Linked DNA regions of Zea mays: region 1 is linked to region 2. Evidence: chromatin contacts called from public Hi-C data. All regions are on one chromosome and are shown on one strand. Each heading gives the region's core, a stretch centred on a gene start, on an enhancer-like site or on the middle of the called end of the contact. The rest is flanking DNA. Distances are from core to core; before and after follow the strand shown. Region 1 holds the start of LOC100273806. Region 2 holds the start of LOC100192567.

What was found. A called contact is a pair of places that touch in the nucleus more often than the background predicts.
Region 1: a Hi-C map of endosperm shows a contact between it and region 2, with 2.9 times the contacts expected there. The contact joins the promoter of LOC100273806 here to the promoter of LOC100192567 in region 2. A contact is called at or near these places in 2 of 25 Hi-C or Micro-C datasets (endosperm and leaf).

What each region holds. Positions count from the first base shown.
Region 1 is chr6:95,006,624-95,011,879 of Zm-B73-REFERENCE-NAM-5.0, reverse strand. LOC100273806 reads right to left here and starts at 2,628. Exons shown (of 1, transcript NM_001148207.1): 1 at 1,939-2,628. The coding sequence starts at 2,544. The coding sequence ends at 2,206.
Region 2 is chr6:95,208,566-95,213,514 of Zm-B73-REFERENCE-NAM-5.0, reverse strand. It overlaps LOC100192567, which reads left to right and starts at 2,767. Exons shown (of 1, transcript NM_001137782.2): 1 at 2,767-3,660. The coding sequence starts at 2,884. The coding sequence ends at 3,210.

The DNA of each region.
Region 1 (5,256 bases), core at 1,379-3,878, 200 kb after region 2:
GGTACAATTTACTATTAAATCACATTGTGGAAGAAATGTCAACATCTTACAAGATTCTATATGTATTGCCTTTATGGTACTCATTGAGGTGCCTTAAATGCAATGCCACACGTCTCTTTGATGAGTTTATTTTTGTCGGGGCTCGTAGTAAAACCCTAGAAGTGAAATTGCCTATTTTTGTCCAGGCTTGATCATTTATATAGAATGACGTACTCTGTCGTAAAACCCTAGAAGCGAAATTGACTTTTTTTGTCCGGGCTTGATCATTTATGGAGAATGGCGTACTCTGTCGTAAAACCCTACAAGCGAAATTGTCTACTTTTGTCGGGGCTTGATCATTTATAGAGAATGACATACTCTATCGCGTAAAACCCTAAAAGTGAAATTGTATGTTTGTTTGTCGTGATTGATATATTTATAACTTTAGTCGTATCTTGAAAGGCATGCCACCTAGAGATATATCTTGCATGTCACGTCAAACAACTCGACAACTTATTTAATAGTAGGGACGTTATCGTAAGATCCTAAAAGTTAGGTTATATAACGCGCACAAGATGTTACGTTATAGATCACATAACATGCTTATTTAGGAATGGTGACACCATGGTAAGATCATATCAAAGCTAGGATATGTAGTGCGCACAAGATGTTATGCTAAAAACAACACAACAATTTTATTTGACAATGATGATTACTATCATAAAACCTAAATAAAACTGAAAATTTTCCAATATTTCCCATTGTCCTCGCAAGTTTAGCATATGATGTTTATTATATATGTTCGTTTTATTAGGGTTATGTGCGAGTCTCCCTATATTCTTCATATATAGTTGGTATCTGCATGCAAGCCATGGCAACAACTCACTATATATTTCCATTGAAGTATGAACCTAAGACATGTATTCCTTTCTAGATGTTCCAACCCATATCATTCCCCCATGGCTTACGTGGTATTCTTCATGGCTAGTAGTAGCTAGGTTTAGGGGTTGAAGCTTGCCAGGCCCGTTTTAGAAGCTCTGTATATTTTCTCTAGTTTCTTCTGTTACATGTGTAGCATGGGTGTGCATGTCAGTGGCCAAATAGTGGCTGTACTCCTAATTCCTAAGCCTTATTGAACTTGGTCCCATAAGTGTCTCATGGTATCACTATCACTAGTAGTACCTGATATGCATGCTGCTTTGGGACTGTTCTTTCTCTTTAGATTAAAATCGGCTGTTTAGACTGTTGTAGTTGTAATTTATATAGACAAAAAACACCGTAGAGAAACCGCTATATATTAAAACCAAGCGAATTGACTTAATTTTTCAGGTCTTTGTGGCACCGTGGTTGGTTCTGAACTCTGTACCATGAAAATTCAGAACAGCCGGGACGATCACCTGACACCTGAGCAGCAAATCGATGGGAAACTGTGCCTGAAAACTCAAGGCCTGAGCAAGGAGCACCTGTGTCAGTGTCAGTGCCAAAAGGCTTCAAATCTCTGGCTGTAGTTGCCGTCTGCTGTAGGCTGTAGCCAGTTTGAAGTAGATCAAGCTATCTGTATGTTCATGTATAATTTAGCGGCGATAGCCGGGTATATATATGGCCTCCATATTTAGCTCCTCTATTAGTTGTTAGAGAGGGCATTTGCTAAATGTCATGTATAGCCAAAGATTTAGGACATGTTTGGTTTACTGTCTAATTTGTCGCACTTTGTCTATCTTTTTCGTCTAAAGTTAGTTATTCAATTCGGATGACTAAAGTGTGGCACATTACGAACCAAACAGGACCTTAAAACATTGCTCAGCCTCAGCGTGCCTGGTTTTGAACACTGCTACAAGTCTTCAAGAGCAATGGCTAGTAATTAGGTTTCTTTCTGCTGGAGCAGTTCATCAGGTAAAAAGGTCAACAAGATGAAATATAGCATTCTACACCGGAAAGAAACATCAGAGCACCAATCTTAGCTTCAGAATGTATTATTATTATAATTATTATTAGGGGAGACGATTCCATTCTACACCGGAAAGAAACATCAGCAGATCTCACAGCCATTTCATGCACACTCGACAAGAAACTAATCAGAGCAGCAATACTGCCAGTACTCCATGAGATCTGCGCAAATTTCTTTCTAGTAGGAGAGAAGATGGTGAACGAAGCAGACGACACACACGACGCTAGCTGAGCCTTGAGATCTCTGCAGCTCTCAAGAACCCACCGCCACCGGCCGCGTCACGGGGACCACCACCACCCGAGGCGGCGGCGGCCCGAGCCCGACTCCGACGACGACGGCTTCTCGTGATTCGCCTCGTAGTTCCACTTAGTGGACGGCCCGGACGGAGGGATGGGGAGCCGCTTGCTCTCCGCCATCGCCGCGGCCGACGGCTGCGAATGCTGGTGCCGGCTGATGATTACAGCCTCCCGCGCGGGAGGAGCAGCGGCGGCGGCTGCTGCTCCAACGGCCGGGCCGCCGCCGGTCGCTTGCTCTCCACGCCCGTGATCCTGGGCACCCAGCAGCAGCACCAGGAAGGCCAGGCCGGCGACGAGGAGGAGCTGGCCAAGCGACGCCATGAGCGCGCGCTAGCACTGAGCGGTGCCGGTGGGCACGCGGTCGAGGTGCGGTCAGTGCAGCTATAGCCGCGTCGAGCTGAGGAGACGGCGACGAAGCAGTAGCGAGACGCGGTTAGGCTTCCAGCAGCGGACCCTTATAAGGCGGGTGCAGCAGCCGTAGCAATTACTTCCGACCTTGGAATCTTTCTCCCGAGAGAGACGATGTGAGAGATCGATCGAAGGCCCTCGGCTCCGCTCCGATCCATCGTCGCCACCAGATCGAAACCACGGACGGCTGCATGGTCAAAAAGGCTTCAGGACAGGACGTGAAACGGCTGCCAGCCGTGTTGAGTGACGCCATGCATGCAAGGCCGCCATCAAATTTAAGAGCTCTCGACCGAGGTCAGCACTACTCTCATCTCCAGTAGGCCGTGTACTGTTTTGTGTTATAGATTACACTATTTTATTTATAGAGTGGAGTTTAAAATAATGATTAAGATAGTGACATCTCAGTGGCAGCCAGCTGGAGCAGATGTTAGATGGTATGCAAGATGCAACAAGAGATGCAGTTGACGGATGATGGCGTGATGTCTGGCTGCTTGCATTGCTTGCGTAGGCATAAGCAGCTGTATCATCATCATCAGAATTGAATTGCATTGGATCATTCATAATTAATTCATGGAGGGCCGAGTGGGGATGGTTGTTCAACCAGTGGAGATTATTGATTGTTGGCGATAGAATTCAATTGCAACAAACTCGTTGCTTGGCATTTTCTGCAAATTTCCTGAGGCCTTCTCTCTCTAACTCTCTCTCTCTCTCTCTCTCTGTTTTTTTGCTCCTCGGCTTGGCTATTTTTCGTACCATCTTTTCGAAATATACTACAAATGAACTTTGGCCTGGCGTAGCTTTGAAAACATTTGACATGGGTGTAGCTTTGAAAGAAAAGAAAAAACTAACTTTAACCTCAGCAGAAGAAAGAGGCAATTAAACTGAATAAATATTAAATCTGTAGCTCGTTATATTAAATCATCACTATCTATCTTAAATCTAACGTCTCAGGTTGATCATTGCAATTTACAAATAACACCTTCCACCACTACACCTCATCACGTCGGAGAGTATCCTTAGCAAAATATACCAAACAAATAAAAATGTTAGATCTAAGATGAGTGGTGATGATTTAATATATGCACCATGTACACTAAACTTTCATGTGCATTGTCGGTACCCTGAAACTAGGGTACCCCTTAATACTGTATAAAGTCACAGTGCCACACGGCTATCTCTTAGTCGCGTGGTAATGGTGCTGTGTGTGGGACCAGGCCATGACTCGTCCCAGTCTCGGGCGACTACTCTGGGTCCACAGCAGCACCCGACTCCACCACATGGGTGGGTCCGGAGCCGCCACGTGTCCAGAGAAGGTGATATCCTCCAGAGCATTAACAGTGGGCCAGGACCCCAACGGGAGAGCGCCGGACCCCTGGATATGCAGTCCGGACCTCTAGGGTTGGTCCAGGACCGCCACGTATGCAAGCGGGACCCCTGGTATGGGATCCGGACCCTCCCGTATGGGGTCCGGGCCGCCCGCAATGGGGTCCCAAAGTCCCAGGACGGAACTTACACTGGCCTTGAACAGGACCCAGGTGGGGGTCCGGTACCGACACGTGTCCAGACCTAGTCTGGTGAGGACCTGTTCGCATACACTCCTGCTCCCCGCCCAGGCGGAGACCCGATGCTGCCACGTGGCCTACTGCACGTGACGTAAGCCAACGGGCGGAGCCTGACGTAAGGCCTCTGGGCTATGCCGCCTCTGTATTTAATGAGACCTATCCATTCCACTAGCAGGCGGTGTGCCGCCTCAGCATTTAATGAGACCTGTCCATTCCGATGGCAGGCGGCGACCTATCCATTCCGCAGGCGGCGTGCCTGTCCATTCCACTGGCAGGCGGCACGCCCATACTGTCGCGTGCACTATGCTCATCATTACTCGCACGTTAACAAGGAAGCTGCTGTCGCATATCAATACTGCGCGAGCTACGGACAACATGGGCCTAGAGATTGCATGGGCGTCACCTGCATTAGTTACTCCAATGATGTATTCCTTCCATTATACTCCTAGGCCCACATGTCGGGGCTCAACATCCTTATATGTGCCTCCCTTGAGCTATAAAAGGGAAGGCACACAATGTAACAAGACACACCCAACTTGGACTCTCAGACTCTCAGACATATTCAATACAACATACAGTGGAGGTAGGGTTTTACGCTCCGGCGGCCTGAACCACTCTAAACCTTTGTGTGCTCTCATGTTTCCATCCTCCATATAGCAGACAGGCAAACCGCTAAGGCCCCTCCTCATCTTAGGATTTAGGGCGGGTGCATTCTGCCACCCGGCCGGAGAATTTCCTCTCTGACATTTGGCGCGCCAGGTAGGGGGCTTGGCTTTAGGTTTTTCACCTGTTTTTCTGCTCGACATGATGGTTTAGATCGTCAAGCACCATGACTTCGTTCCTGAGGACTCCCCGATGGAGGAAGAGGCTGTGTCTTCCATGCCAAGGGCCTCCAATCGTCCTATGCCTGGCGCTGCTGTTGTGCGCTCTGCGCGGCAGCACACTCCTGCGCAGATATCCAGAGCGTCAAGGGCTGTGCCTGGGGCCTTGTCTGCAGCCAGGGAGTTACTACGCCACCCTCCTAGCTCCACGGCCTCGCCGGGGGCCATGAAGCAGTGGCGTG
Region 2 (4,949 bases), core at 1,518-4,017:
AAGGGAGCTCCAGTGATTAGTGGTACTTGATCAGAGATGTTCGGTTTGCAGGTGGCAATGAGATTGATGGTTCTTGGTTTTGACTCTGGTAATGGTAAGTGATACTCTTTCCGTTTGGAAAAGGAGTACGTTTGGGTTTAAAACGTGGGTTAATTTTAAAACTTGGCTTTCTCTACTAGTAATAATAATCTGACCAACTAAAAACAACTGCTTGACTTACCCCCCACATAAAGCTAGTCCACTACAGCCAAACATGATACTTGCTGAGTATGTTGATGTGTACTCACCCTTGCTCTACACACCAACCCCCCATCCCCAGGTTGTCAGCATTACAACCACTGCCCAGGAGAAGATGAAGCCGTAGAAGGAGACCACCAGGAGTTCCAAGATTACGACAAGTTCTAGGCGTGGGTTAGCGGCAATCCCCAGTCGGCTGCCTGTGAAGGCCGCATATATCTACGTTTCTTTTCCGCACTTTGATTTATTGTAAAGACTATGTGGATGTCTCAGACATATGATGTAATCGACTATTATTTCCCTTTTAATACTATTTGAGCACTATGTGATGATGTCCATGTTATGTAACTGCTGTGTACGTGAATTGCTGATCCTGACACATACATGGTTCGCATTCGGTTTGCCTTCTAAAACTGGGTGTGACACAAGGCAAGGTAAGGGCTCAGAGTTGATCCTTACATAATCATATTCTAATCAGAAACTATCTATGTTTCTGTCACTTATTCGAACTTACTCAAAAAGTACTCAATATTATTGTACATGTCCTTAATGAGTCCAATGTATTTCAGTTGAACTTTATGTTTGTCTAAACCCACTACACATCATTTATTCTTATTTTTTCATATGTCTTCCCCAGGTCAATGAAAATCATGTGTAGATCCTTCCTTTGTTCACTATATTACGCTATCACTTGTTTTATTAAGAAAATAGTTCCCATGGTTGTTATTTTAGGCATAAAATCAAATTGGTTCCAAAGATCCTCATTATACCTCTCAGACGATGCTCGATAACTCTCTTCCATAACTTCATATTATGGCTCATCAAATTAATTCTCTAATAATTATTACAACTTTAAATATCTCCCCTCTTGTAGATCAGTACTAATATATTTCTCCTCTACCAGTTTGGCATCTTGTTCTACAGTTGAACAACTTGGTTAGCTATACTATAACTAGATCCTCGAGGCATCTTTATATATTAATTGGAATTCCATCAGGACCTGTCGTTTTATCCCTTTTCATGTTGTTCAATATCTCTCTAACATCAGTTTTTAAATCGTACATAAAATGCTTGTTCGTATCATCAAAATAGTCATCTGGTTACCATCATCGAAGTAAAATGTTTTTTATCGATTCGAATAAGTTTAGTGGAAACGCGTTTGGTGGAGGCTTCATGGGACCAAGAACGAGCATACACCTGCAAGCATTTGGCACGAATTTTATTTTACTAACACCCTATTTTAAACTCTCTAAAACTAATAGTTAGTAGCTAAAATTAGTTGTGTGGTTTAATTTGGGTTAGCTAATAGACTACTAATTGTTAGCTATATTCTTTAAATACTACTAGTTGTTAGCGGCAATGACTGCTATGCAATTAGTTCTTAGATGCAAACGAGTCTGTTAGATCTGATCAAAGAAGAAACTGTTGTTCGTTAATATTTTTTTTATAAAGCTACTCAAATTAGTGATGGAAAGCTTTAAATATCAAATATAACAAACTCTCTCCGTCTCAAATTAAAATTTATTTTACTTTTCAATAGATTTATAATAATTAATATATGTATTTTCCATGTGTGTCTAGATTTATAATTATTTATTTGAATATAGATATAAAAATTAAGAGATACAACTACTAATATTTTAGGACGGAAGAAATACCGACTGAATTATAATATAACAGATCAAAACTCTCGCTTAGACTCTTATATCTAAGGTCTGCTTGCATTGCATCAATAGCAGTCATTGCCGTTGTTAGCTGCTGCTTTAGAGGACTAACTAAGGGTCCCTTTGGTAGGGCTTATTTTTCAGCTTCGACTCTGGCTAATGTAAAAGTTGTGCTAAACAACTCTTTTTCAAATGGCTTCACCAGTGAAGTGCTTTTCCAAAATGAACTAGAGGGCATGAGCCAAAAAAGTGGCTCACCCGGCTTCAGCTCACGTTATTTTTGCACAATAGCCCTCCCACCAGCTCACGTCTTCTATAATGATATTTCAGCTATACATATAAAAGTATCTATACAACCTATAAGCCGTTTTGCCAAATAATTTTTCAGAATGGCTTTGGCTCATCTAAAGAAGTGGCTTCACCTCGTGAGCCAGAGCCAAAGCCATTTTTGAAGAAGCCAGAGCCTGCCAAAGGGGCCCTAATTCTAATAAAATCGATACGGATTGTGATGTCCAAACGTGACATCGTAGGACACGGAAAAAGGGTCTTTCTGAAAAACAACCTATAAGTCGTTTTGCCAAATAATTTTTCAGAATGACTTTGGCTCATCTAAAGAAGTGGCTTCACCTCGTGAGCCAGAGCCAAAGCTATTTTTGGAGAAGCCAGAGCCTGCCAAAGGGGCCCTAATTCTAATAAAATCGATACGGATTGTGATGTCCAAACGTGACATCGTAGGACACGGAAAATATATCCAAATATATCCGAGCCCACGCAATGGATACCGCTCGTTCCAGATCCGACGGCTGAAGCGAGACGACTACCGCCGCGGGGAAGAGCCGTGTGCGGCCGCAGGAGCCAGGAGGGTAATAATTGGCGGCCCCGGCTTGGCCCTCATCAAACCCTCACAGCGAAGGACACAAAAACACAGGTAGGGTTAGGCGACGCGGCGGCGAGAGCGCGAGAGTAGGAGGAGGCGTCGGCCATGACGGGGAAGGCGAAGCCGAAGAAGCACACGGCGAAGGAGATCGCCGCGAAGATCGACGCGGCGACGACGAACCGGGGCGGCGGCAAGGTCGGGCAGGCGGATCGGCTAGGGCAGGACAAGGGCGGGCACGCGAAGCTGGCGTGCCCGCTCTGCCGCACCCCGGCGCCCGACATCAAGTCCATGCAGATCCACCACGAGGCGCGCCATCCCAAGCTCCCTTTCGAGCCGGAGAAGCTCGTCAACCTGCACTCCTCCACCCCCGCCGCCGCCGAGGCCACCACCTCCAAGCCCAAGCCCGGGGTCCGCGGCAGCCTCAAGAAGTAGCTGGCTGGCTTGCCTGCCTGACTGCCTGGGGTAATTCCCTTCGATTTCAATCCCATCCACCGACCCGATCTACAATCAATCAAAGTACCGCCCGCCCTCCGGCCTGCGGTGTACTGTTAGTCTGCTGCTGCTGCTTCTTATCGTTGTTATATTGCTGATACATGTCTCGCGTGATAGATGTGCAACTATATATCAGTCTCGTCGCCGGCAACACTGGCATGCTTAAACATGTGTCGCTGCTGCTCCGTGATGCCGGCGACGGCTGCTATTAGTGTTAATGTTAGTGTCGATCGGGTCTCCTTGAACAATGGCAGGAATCTGTTGCTTGTTTACTTTCTTCTAATGGCAAGTAAAGTTCCCTAATTGTTTCGTCTGCCGTTGGGTGTTTAATACTGTCAGGGTTTCATGAGACAGATCCTCTCTTGTCTTGTGTATGAATAGTTTGTATTGTCGGATATGCTCGGCTAGCCCAAATCTTCACCTGCTTTGCTTATGCCCACTTGAACTAGCGAGGACAATTGCCTTTGTAACCCATGTGACAGTTGTTAGGCTTAATTGTTCTTGGTTTATGTATTGTGACTAGAAATAAAACGTAGTTATCTAGTTTGAGTCATAAGCAAATGCTTGAGATCGGTAGCGATTTCAGTTCCTCTTCACATGGTTAAGTATATGTCTTGAGTTCGTCACTAGATTAAGTTTACTATTTTTTGCATGGGTATTAGTATTTTCCTAGACCCAAACTTCTCAAAAGGCATTCATGAGAGATGAGTAACATAACGGATAACCAATTAACCATGTACTCCCGCCCTCTTTTTATATTTTGAGCTAACGAACATTAACTATAAAACGGCGGGAAGGTGTATCTTTTGTTTAAAATGCTGGAGTAACGCCATATTAATGACTACACCCGTTGTTTTTTGTCGTCTTCCTGAGAATTGTTTGCTCGCGGGTAGAAGTGGTACTCCAGACAATGCTGCATCACGAGACTGTCATTTGAAGTTGGGATATGTTGTTTCAGCGATGTACAGATTTTAAGGCTTCCAAGCCTCAAGCTTACAGTTACCCCCTCAATGTAACTGCATTTGTTCATTTTCTTGGCAAATTTAGTGCTTCCGTGATCAGGATTCACTCAGGATTTACTTGTATAACACTACTTCATGCAAGCAAGCTTAGCCTTCTGTAAAGTGACCATTCAATTTTAGGCAATAATGCAGTAGTATGGTAACTATGGTTGGTGGTATTTGAGACATTGGGGGTATGACAAGAATTGCACTCTTTTAGTTTGTTGGATGTCATACTGTTTGCCGGCTCATGGTTGAGCAATTTAAGTTATCCAGTTTTATTTGCTTTCAACGCCATACTTAAACTGCGTGCTTTCCTGGAAATCTGGTGTATGGCCTTTGGATCCAGCAACCAATTGTCCTAAAATCTGATGCATGGTCTTTGGAGTACCATTTTCGTTGTTTCCTAGTTTTGTTTGCTTGTGTACTTGCTATGCATTGTTTCTGTACCTTCACCTTAAAAAAAACAAAACACCATGTATTGCCAGGCTGATAGAGTTGAAATGCAAATGATAAGGTTGCGGTCGGATCAATAGACATATACAATACTTTGTTCATCTATTGCCAAACTGGAAAGTTTGAACATTTTTATCCATGTACCCTGACTCTGACCGGGAGAGGTGACCTGTTCACTGATTCGGTCCCAAGTGTGCTTGAAACTCTGGCGGATTTTGCCCA